2 separate regions of the Mus musculus genome follow, and region 2 is linked to region 1. The links are chromatin contacts, called in public Hi-C maps. All regions are on one chromosome and are shown on one strand. The core of a region is the stretch at or near the end of the contact, and the rest is flanking DNA. Distances in the headings are between cores, read along the strand shown.

What was found. A called contact is a pair of places that touch in the nucleus more often than the background predicts.
Region 2: a contact with region 1 is called in a Hi-C map of Sertoli cells, with 4 times the contacts expected there. The contact joins the promoter of Morf4l1b here to the enhancer-like site in region 1. A contact is called at or near these places in 1 of 15 datasets of contacts at CTCF or cohesin (large pre-B cells), 3 of 484 Hi-C or Micro-C datasets (the AML12 cell line, Sertoli cells and bone marrow-derived macrophages), 1 of 115 datasets of contacts at active chromatin or transcription factors (embryonic stem cells) and 1 of 9 other capture datasets (embryonic stem cells).

What each region holds. Positions count from the first base shown.
Region 1 is chr19:41,312,824-41,318,013 of GRCm38.p6, forward strand. The region is part of intron 8 of Pik3ap1 (phosphoinositide-3-kinase adaptor protein 1); the gene reads right to left. Among named protein-coding and RNA genes, the nearest start is that of Gm52406, 33 kb to the left of the region's middle. Within about 2 kb of position 2,093, at least 7 of the 459 cell types and tissues checked have an H3K27ac peak or open chromatin away from gene starts, as enhancers often do. A contact at or near this core is called in Sertoli cells and bone marrow-derived macrophages, where this site is marked.
Region 2 is chr19:41,521,376-41,526,598 of GRCm38.p6, forward strand. It overlaps Morf4l1b (mortality factor 4 like 1B), which reads left to right and starts at 3,877. Exons shown (of 1, transcript NM_001326287.1): 1 at 3,877-5,223. The coding sequence starts at 3,965. The coding sequence ends at 4,936. The region is part of intron 2 of Lcor (ligand dependent nuclear receptor corepressor); the gene reads left to right.

The DNA.
Region 1 (5,190 bases), core at 843-3,342:
TGAGTCACGTTGAACATTTTCATATATTTGCTGGCAATTTGCATATTTCTAAAAAGAAAAGTCTAAAGTCTATATTAATTTCTGATCAGTTTCGGGTTTGTTTTTTTGTTATCTGAATTGTTCATATGTTTTAAACACCATTTTTTTTCCCTTTGGATACAGGGTCTCTGTGTCTGGCCTGGAGCTCACTATGCAGACTGGGTTGCCCTTGAACTCACAGATATCCACCTGCCTCTGCCTCCTAAATGCTGAAACTAGAGGTGTGGAACACCACACCTGGGTCTAACGTTTTCAAAGATTTTATTTCTGTCTATGTGTCTTTGTGTCTTGGGGAGCTCGCACATGTGCGAGCTCCAGAAGAGGCGATGGGCTCCCCAGAGCTGGAATCACAGAAGGTCGTGAGCCACCTGTGGGTGTTGACAACCAAACTGAGGTCCTCTGAAGGACCAGTGTTCTTACCCACAGAGAGCTTCTCCAGCCCCCTGGACACTAAACTTCTATCAGATGAGCATTCACCCCCATTCTGTGGATTTTTCTCTTTAATCTTGTTCTTCTTTGCTCTATAGAAAGTCCTCAATTTGATATAATCCCATTTGTCTATTCTTGCCTCTTGCCTCTTTTTATTGAAATGCTGGGTATTGAACCTAGGGCCTCACACACGCTGGGCACTAGAAAATACCACTGAGCTACTTCCTACCTCATATTCGTCTTTTTTTCTTTTTTCTTTTTAAGAATAAGTTGGCTTTCATGCATGCCTTCTGCCTTCAACATGAGTTTGAGAATGTGTTTCTCACAATATTTGAATTCTCATCCATGATCTCAAACATTATATTTTCAATTTCCTCATTGAGACACACAGTTTTCTTATAGTTAAGTATACTTAAGGCTTGAGTAAGGTCTAAATACAACATGCCAGTCCTTACAACAGGATCACGCGTGGAAATCTGACTTGGTTTGCCAAACATTTTCTTTGTTAAGATTCCAGGACACCCAAATGTCCTCTTTTCTAGAGGGCTGGATAGCGCCCGCTAGGTGGCGCTATCCAGCCCATGCTGGCCCCATTCTGTGCATTGGTAGAGGCTGTTCTTAGGAAGGAAGCCTAAAGTCAGAGGCTATGAAGAGTCAGTAACTAGACAGCGAGATGAAGCAAGGGCTTGGGGAAGAGATGAAGGAAGTGTACAGCTCCAGGACAAGGCAGTAAAGGCCAGGAGCCAGCCAAAAGTCTGCATTCAGGGGACAAAGCAAAGTCAGAGAAAGGCAGCAGCTGAGAAACCCAGTAAACAACAGAGGCTTGGGAGACTGTCTACTGGGCATCAAGACAGAGGCACTGGAAACGGCCTCTGGCATCTTGAAGACTTACGTTTAAATGCTGCCTCTGACTCCTACTAGTTCTAAGTCCTTGGGCAGGTTCCTTGAAATAGGTAAGCTTCAGTGTTCCATCTGCAAAGCGGGGATAAACCGCAGGGCGCCTGCCTCATAGGACGGCTGAGAGAGATGACTAAGACAATGTTGATGAAAGCACTGAACCAGTGCGAGATACCGAATTCCTAGTTGTCCTGATTATTCTGAGGCAGCTTCGTTCTGAGGCTACGGAGACAAATACCACTAACGTGACACGAATCCTACACTTCTGTGGTTCAGAAGCCAAAGCGGGTTCTGATGGCCAAAATTAAGGTTTTCTCCTCTATGGAAAACTCAGCATAGATTTCATCTCTTTTCCTGGGTCCGGGGTTGTCTACATACCTGGGCACCAGGCCCTAATCCTGTTTTCAAAGGCAGCAATGCCAGCTTTTCTCACTGTGCCATCCATCTCTTCTATCCTCTGGTTCCCTCTTTTACTCTTAAGGACATCCGTAGTTATACCAGACTCACACAGAGAAGCCAGGCTAGTCTCCGTATCGCAAGGGCAGCTGGCTAGCAAGCCTAATTTTGCCTGTAAGCCTGAGTTCCCTCTGCACATGTCAATAAAACACGGCCACACACTGGGAGCACTACTCTGTCTCCAAGGCTGCTGTGAATTTCTTCCTATGTTGGGCTGGAGAGGGGGCTGGGATTGTGACGCACTGAAGGAAGTCCCTTGTGCTTGCACAGACCGGGCAACCTTGCCTCCAAGGACATCGGCTTTTGCCACCAGTGTCTGGATGTGTATACCCTTTAAGTGGAGGTCCGGAAAAATATTTTCTGTCCTTTCCCATTCAAAACATGGAGGTTGTCCTTTGACTTAATGAAACATAGAAATCTGAAACCTGTTGCATCCAGAAGCCAGGTAGACAACAAGTAGCACCGGAGTGACCAAAAACCGCAGGGAGTTCTGTGGGCAAAGGGATTTGCTGAAGCAGACACGGGGGGTTGGGTAAAGCAGAAGAAGAATACATCCTTGCATTCCAGGATGTTCAAGGTTTTGTGATTCAGACTCCGAACACTTCACCTTCACCACTTGTCAGCTAAAAATAACCTGAAATGCGTCGGAAAAGTGCAAAGTTCTTTTCATCTCAGCAGAAGAAAAACAACAACAAGAAGAAAGCAACACAGGTCGCAGTCTCCTCCTGGAAGAGCCACTGCAGGCTCACAACAGATGCTGGGGGGTTGATCTTGAAGGATCCGTTTCTGGGATGCAAGAAGCTCGCATTCAAGGTGGCAAAACATCCCAGCTGGCACTCAATTAAGGAACGAATCAACGGTGTCACAAATTCCAAAAGAAACCTGTGAGATTCACCTCTCAGGACAGAACTTTGGTGTAGATGGCTTAGCTGGAGAGGACACTCACTCCATCCAGATGACATGCCAGTACCATATAAAGCCAGGAAAACACCAGGGACTAAAGGACTATTCCAGAAAAGCTCTCCAACCCTAAAAACCAACAAGAGCCCTCTTCTACCCTCCAGGAAGTATCTTTTGTGGCCAAACAAGAAGTCTTGGTGCAGGAGGCACACAGTAGGACCTAAGATAACCTGGAGCTTTTCTGGTCCCAACTACACCCGAATAGGTTAGGGTGACTGATGACATCAACGTAAAAGCCTAACTTTTCACATATGGATGGAGAAGTAATGGGAAGGAGAGACACACAGGAGAGAAGAACAATCTGAAATCAGAGGGGTGGGGAGTGATGTCTGGCATTAGCAACGAGGAAAATGGGGCAGAAATGCCCAGGTGAAAAGGTGGGGCAAGGTCTAGCCTGTGACTTTACACATGGTGGGCAAAGCAGCCCTGTCATGCAGGAGCAGATCTACAGAATTTGGGGTCCATGGGACATAGACTCTGGGAAGCAGGGATCATGACAATTTATTCACTGGCTGTTTATCGCCTGGCACCATGTCCCTTACACACAGGACAGATCTGATAAGGATTTAATAAAGATTCGTTGAATGAATGAATGAATGAATGAATGAATGAATAGGTTAAAAAAAACTTACAAAGAATAAGCATGTGCTATGGTAGAGTTTGGGCTTTGTGAAGGAGTCTAGGCATTGCTCAGGCAGAGAAAAAAGGCAATTTAGGCAGAAGAACTAGCATAATGTATACTGATATGAAATAAATGGCAGCCTGGAGAAGCCAGGGAGCTATGACCCCACCCTGGCGTCTGCACTCGGCAGTACCTAATCGATATCTCACTACATCTGCCACCTCCCCCCAAAAACCAAGAGTATTGCATTAGAATGTGGACAAGCTAATCTGCACTTGGACTTCCACAAAGTCTGGGATGACATCTCATTTTCTAGCACCTCTATTGGCTGAGCACAGCCTATGCACAGTACTGGGCTGGGTGCTGGGGAATGACAGGAAGCTGTAAGTCATTCTTATGGAAGCCAGGGGCTCAGAATCAGAGAGACATATAATTAATGACAGCCCAAGGTCATTATTTATGCGCAGTGCCCAAAGAGGGACATGGCTGGTAGGCTGTTGTGGGTCCAAAGCAGGGTGAGGCTGGCTGTTGGTGGTAGAGAATTTTATCTCATTAACTAACCCTACAACATCTAATCCAGTGTTTTCACCAAGCAGGGAGAGGTCAGGAAGCACCCAGTGTCCTGACCTGACCCCTAGATGGTACAGATCTGACCTGGTACCCAGAACTAATGCCTCTGTTGTAGTTCCAAGCTCTGCTCAACAGAATCTTCTCAAACGGGTCACCAAGGGGATGTCTGAGCCTCTGCAGCTGCAGGAAGGGAAGATTTCTGGACAAAAATAATGTCGATGGGGTATGGGACATGTCTCCAAAGCCCACCCATAACTGGACAATTTTGCCTAGAGTGAGACCTGCAGTGTTGGCTGCAAGGTCTTTCACAGCGTCCAGCTGTGCCCCCCGGCTCAGATGGAACCTGGCTCTTAGCAGGGACTGTAAAATCAGAGAGCTCGTGCAAAAGAAACCACAAAGTAGAGTTGACCTGCCACAAGACCACGGTTACTACTAGGGAATTGCTGAGGGAAGCCAGTAAGATGGTTGTGGCCAAGGCAGTGCGCACTGCCACTTGCAAACCTCGGCTGGGGCAGATCCCAGAAAGGTCAGGGGTCAAAAGAAAAGTTTTATTCTAGACAACAGAAAGCCACTCTAGGATTGCAGCGACACCTGTGAGTTAGAAGTTCCTAGCAGCGTGATGCTGTACCTTATGCCACGTAGACAAAGGTGAGACTCTGAGATGTGTAAGTAAGCAAAGCTATAACGCAGCAGCGGGTTACCCTGGAAACAGACTGGACAAGGGCCTCCAGGCACTAGCTCCCCAGGTTTCCAGAGCAGAGGCATTGATTGGGTGATGCTGACAAAAGAAAAGAAAGACTCCCATCACAGGACGTGAGGACCATAACCCATCCTCAAAGGCAAGGATGGAGGCACAACAAGCAAGCATGTTAGGGGCAGGTGCCTCGATTTTTATCCAGTGATTGAGCTGTTTTATCTTAAACAAAGACAGTTCTTACACAGCGAAGGTGTGCAAGTGGATGGTTTGAAACTCCAGATCAGAAGCAGCAAAACGGAAGACCTGGAGGCAGAGACACACAGTCACCGCCTGGTGGCAGCATATCTAAGCTAAAGACTGAGAGTGTGAAAGGGTGTGTGTGTGGTGGTGGTGGGGGGGGGGGTGTGCACTAAGGGTGTGTGACAACACGTTGGTGGAGGTGGGGGCTGTTGCTCAGGGAGCTAAGGGAGTGGAACAGAGCCATAATCCCCAGGTCAGACCTCCAGTTTTTCCTCTTAGC
Region 2 (5,223 bases), core at 2,627-5,126, 210 kb after region 1:
GGAGTATTTGTACAGTCTTACATTTTAATAAGAACCAATCACATTTATATTGTTCAGAGGTGTTAGATCTTCTGGCCCTTATCATTTAATAGAATATTTTCAAGATTAATATTTGTTTAAAAGGAAACAAACTCATTGCTGACCTTAATTGGCTGTGTATTTGATATATTCTTGCCATGTTATTTTTTTATAATCTATTTTTTTATCCTTTGGAAATTAAAAAAAGTAGAGATTGTGACTCAGATCAAAGGGAGGCATTTGTGGGAAATTTTAACGTCATGTTTTTTGGAATTATTTGAGGAAATCAGAGCCTAAAAATGAAGCTTAGAATCTGTAGTTTAAGAACACTGTAGGAATGGGAAGGCTTCTCTTTAGGCCTTTGCAACATTAACTTTAGTTTGGGAGAAAGATACATGTGAAAGAAAGACGAACACACAAGATTTAGACAGCACACAAGAGTTTTATTTTATAAAATGCTTCTGCAGTGCTGTACATATGGCAGAAAACAGAGAGGTTTGGCATTTTGCTTTTCTGTTTAAAAGGGGCAAGGATCTGAGAAATCTGAGGGTGAGAGTGGAAGCCAAAGCTCCAGGAGAGAGAGTTGCTGATACCTTGTCTGCGCACTGTTGCTACTCAGGGTCTGCCTTGGTCCACTAGATGTTCTCAGTTAATATATTTTGGTTAAAGGACTAAATATTTATTGAACTGGATTAAAGAGTACTTGGAAGGAGATTGATACTTTAATTTGGACAAAAGTGAGATGCAGAGACTTGAGAAAATCTTAGCAAAGAGATGAATACTGAATAGCAAAACAGAAACAAAACAGTCTGAGCAGAGCTGTGTTGAGAAATGACACCCTACAAAAGGAGATTGTTTCAGATTATAAGATGATTTTATTGTTGGATGGGGGATTGCAGGGAGGACTCTGTGTTCTTTCGCAGTGTGTTCTCTTTAAAGAAGCTCTAAGTAGACTCTGTAGACACTGAAAGCTGTAGTGAAGAGACTTGGAGACAGACAGAGACCAGTTGTGATGCTGATTAGGACTTCTTTGCAAGTAGTCAAGTCCCGGGAGACAGGTTTTAAAATTGTGACAGTCTGCATAAAGGTACTTTAAAGTCCATGACTGGCCTATTCAGTATTCCTTTTTTTTTTTCCAGTAGCATAAACAAAGGGTATTGATAGTACAGTAAACATAAGTTCAGTCAACTTTTCAAGCCCAAAGAGTAAGACCTGAAGTACAATTTACATTTTGCTTCAAGTTCTAAAACTCCATCTGTATCAGCTTTGGAATTTTAATTCTGTGTGTGGCGTGTAAGAATAAACTGGTTAGTGACCAAATTCTTAATTTTTGCTATTCAACTATTTTTCTTGAGTTTTTTTCTAATATTGCCAAAAATTTCAGACTGTTCAGTGGATGTGTAATAAATAAACTTCCAAAACGAAGGGACATGTTTTACTCATTGTTTGCCTGCAGTCTTGGCTTGTTCATCTTTTTTTAAACCAAAAATAAGCTCCTTAAACACCCACAAGTTTAGCCATTAAAACTCCTTTTGAAGACCTTCTTTGCCAGTGTGTTGAGCCACTCTGAGGCAGGCGCATGTGCACAGTTGCAGTGAACAGCGCTCCTTTTTACTTTTTTCTTTTTTTAAAAGGATCTCTCACAAAGTTTTATTAAAGGAACACTTTCCAGATTTACTTTTTAATTAGTCTGCTCTGGCAGGTTTCTAATTATAAATAACCAAAAATCACCTGGATCAATGACAGCCATTATGCATACTCTGTAGTATTTCCTTCATGCTGTGCCCAAGTCAGTATATTGCCAGTGTAGTGCCGGTCATCAGTTTTAACCAACATGGCATAGTGTTCTGTTTGAGATTTCATCAAAGCTGGGCCAATTACCTCAGATGGCCAGTTTCAGTCTGCCCTTTGTATCATCCTCAGTATCTGTTTGTATCTAAGTATATACTTCCCACTTTCCATCACCAGATGGAGCCTAGAGTTGATTGACTCCAGAGACTTTTTTCATCTTCTTTGCAGCCACCACCTTCCTGCCTTAGGTATGAGATGGCCCCAATCAAGATTAGCCACCACGATGGCTGGGGAACGCAGTTTTTATTCCTTATGGTACTTTGTTATCTTTCTTCCTGGCTTTCCTATGAAATCTTGGTATGAATTTTTGAGTGTCTTTGTTCTTACTTGCCTTTTGTTAATGTTAGGCATAGCACGTAAGATAATTCAGTGTTGCTATGCAACTGCTAAATTCGATATTTATTATTAGTAAAACTGAATAGTGCTAATATCCAGTGAACAGAGAACAGCAAAATATTTAAAGTGTGTAGTGCATAAGGCTCAGTGTGTTGTGGCAAGTGAACAGAAGAGAAATGGCTTACATATGGTTATGTTTTAGAACAAAATTAGTTGTGGCAAAATCTTTTATGACTAAGTTTGTTGTGTTGTTGACTGCTTGCTTATTTTTGTCAGAGTTTCTACACCCCTCCCCTAATACAGGACTTTAGTCAGTAGCCTAGTCTGGGTGTGAAACTTGCTCTGTAGCATAGCTCTGAACTTGGACATTCCACTCGTGTAGCCTCTTGAATGCTGGCTGTAATCTTGCATCATATCCAGCAAGCATTCCTCTGAACCGCCCCCCCCTGCTTTTTTGTTTGTTTGTTTTTGTTTTTTTGTTTTGAGACAAGAGTTTCTCTGGGTAGCCCTGGCTGTCCTGCAGTTCCTTCTGGCCTCACCTACAGATCTGCCTGCACTCTGCCTTCAGAGTTCAGGGCCACTCTGTTTTTCATTCTGTAATTTTTTTTCCTAATGATTATGTATTACTGAATTTCTTTCTCAGTTGACCTAGTTCAGATTTTGATCTTTGTTAGTTTTGAATTACTATTCCCCCAAGCGTTGGTTCATTTTCCCCTTTCTTGCTGTGTTTACATTTTTCCTTTTTGGAAATTGAGGACAGCCATGGCATGGTGGTACACAGTTGTAACCATTGCAGTCTGGAGACTGAGATAAGAGGACCTAAGGATATTATCCTGGGCTATTTATAGAAACCCTGTCTCAAAAATAAAATTTGACTTACTATGAGAGTTTAAAATTTGTTATAATTTTATATAATAGATCTTTCATGTAAGAACTACCAAACCTGCTGGATTTTTTGGTTATTTAATACCTTCTAAGAGACTCAAATGCTTTCAGTCTTACTGTAAAGATGAGAATTCCTTTCTGGAAAATAAGAGGAATTGGAGTTGGAGACTGTTTTGAGATTTACTTAAAGGAACAGAGGTTAACTGTTACTGAGACTCTATAGTCTCCAGGGTCAAAAATAGATAGTATTTGGCCATTAATCCCGATGATTGCACCACCACCGCTGCCTCTCTACCTCTACAGCTCCTAACTCACGCCTTTCTTCTTTTCTAATGTTTGAAAGAGCAAGAGGACACAGTAACTAATTACATTAGGTAAATAACAATCAGCTGTTTGATTAGTGGGTAATTTAATTTTGTTAATACCTTTAGAATAATTTGATGTCAAGAAATAAAATTGAAAAATAATTGCTTTCTAATGATAAATCAAAAAGTTACAGTTTAAAAATAATATAAAAATTAACTCTAATTACAATACGAACTTCAGTAGCTACTGTATTGCAGATTAGAGGTTTATAGGAAGTAGAGCAAAGACATTTTAATTACAATATTATTTTTATTATCAGTTTAGCAAGATAGTACTGTTTCTGAAGTCTGCCTTTTAATTTTAATTTTAATTGTATGTGTAATTTGCCTACCTCTGTCTGTGTACCATGTGTATGCACTGCCTTTGGAGGCCAAAAAGGACATTGGATCCTCGGGGACTGGTATTACTAAGACAATTAAGAGTCTACATACAGAGTTGGGTGGGGTAGAGAGTAGGGGGCGGTAGTCGGGGGTGGTGGGAGAAGGAGGAGGCGGCGAATCACTTATAAATGGCGCCCAAGCAGGACCCTAAGCCGAAATTCCAGGAGGGCGAGCGAGTGCTGTGCTTTCATGGGCCTCTTCTCTATGAAGCAAAGTGTGTAAAGGTTGCCATAAAGGACAAACAAGTGAAATACTTCATCCATTACAGTGGCTGGAATAAAAATTGGGATGAATGGGTGCCAGAAAGCAGAGTACTCAAATACGTGGACACCAATTTGCAGAAACAGCGAGAACTTCAAAAGGCCAATCAGGAACAATATGCAGAGGGCAAGATGAGAGGGGCTGCTCCGGGGAAGAAGACATCCGGCCTGCAACAGAAAAATGTCGAAGTGAAAACAAAAAAGAACAAGCAGAAAACACCTGGAAATGGAGATGGTGGCAGTACCAGTGAGACACCTCAGCCTCCTAGGAAGAAGAGAGCCCGGGTAGATCCTACCGTTGAAAATGAAGAAACCTTCATGAACAGAGTTGAAGTTAAAGTGAAGATCCCTGAAGAGCTGAAACCCTGGCTTGTGGATGACTGGGACTTGATCACCAGACAAAAGCAGCTTTTTTATCTTCCTGCCAAGAAGAATGTGGATTCCATTTTGGAGGATTATGCAAATTATAAGAAGTCTCGAGGAAATACAGATAATAAAGAGTATGCTGTTAATGAGGTGGTGGCAGGCATAAAGGAGTACTTCAATGTCATGTTGGGCACTCAGCTTCTCTACAAGTTTGAGAGACCACAGTACGCTGAAATCCTCACCGACCACCCGGATGCGCCCATGTCCCAGGTGTACGGAGCGCCACATTTGCTGAGATTATTTGTGCGAATTGGAGCGATGTTGGCCTACACGCCTCTAGATGAGAAAAGCCTTGCTTTATTACTGAACTATCTACATGATTTTCTCAAGTACCTGGCGAAGAATTCTGCAACCTTGTTCAGTGCCAGTGATTATGAAGTGGCCCCTCCTGAGTACCATCGGAAAGCCGTGTGAGGGCGTGCTCGCCCTCTCTCCCTCGTGCTTGGATCTCTGTAAACAGTTTGGTTCTTAGTCCTTCTCTTGTACAAATGATGTACTTTGAAGACCGTTAGTGTATAACAGAGTTGTTTGTTTCCTCTTTGATTTTAAACAGAGAAAATAAAAGGAGTAACTGCTCCTTTTTTCTTCCTTTTTTCATTTCAAAGTTTCTACCAGTGTATCAGTGACGGACAACAGAGAGACATGCTGTAGAGTGTTTGCCTAGTTGACAAAGCTGCTTTTGAATGCTGGTGGTTCTGTTC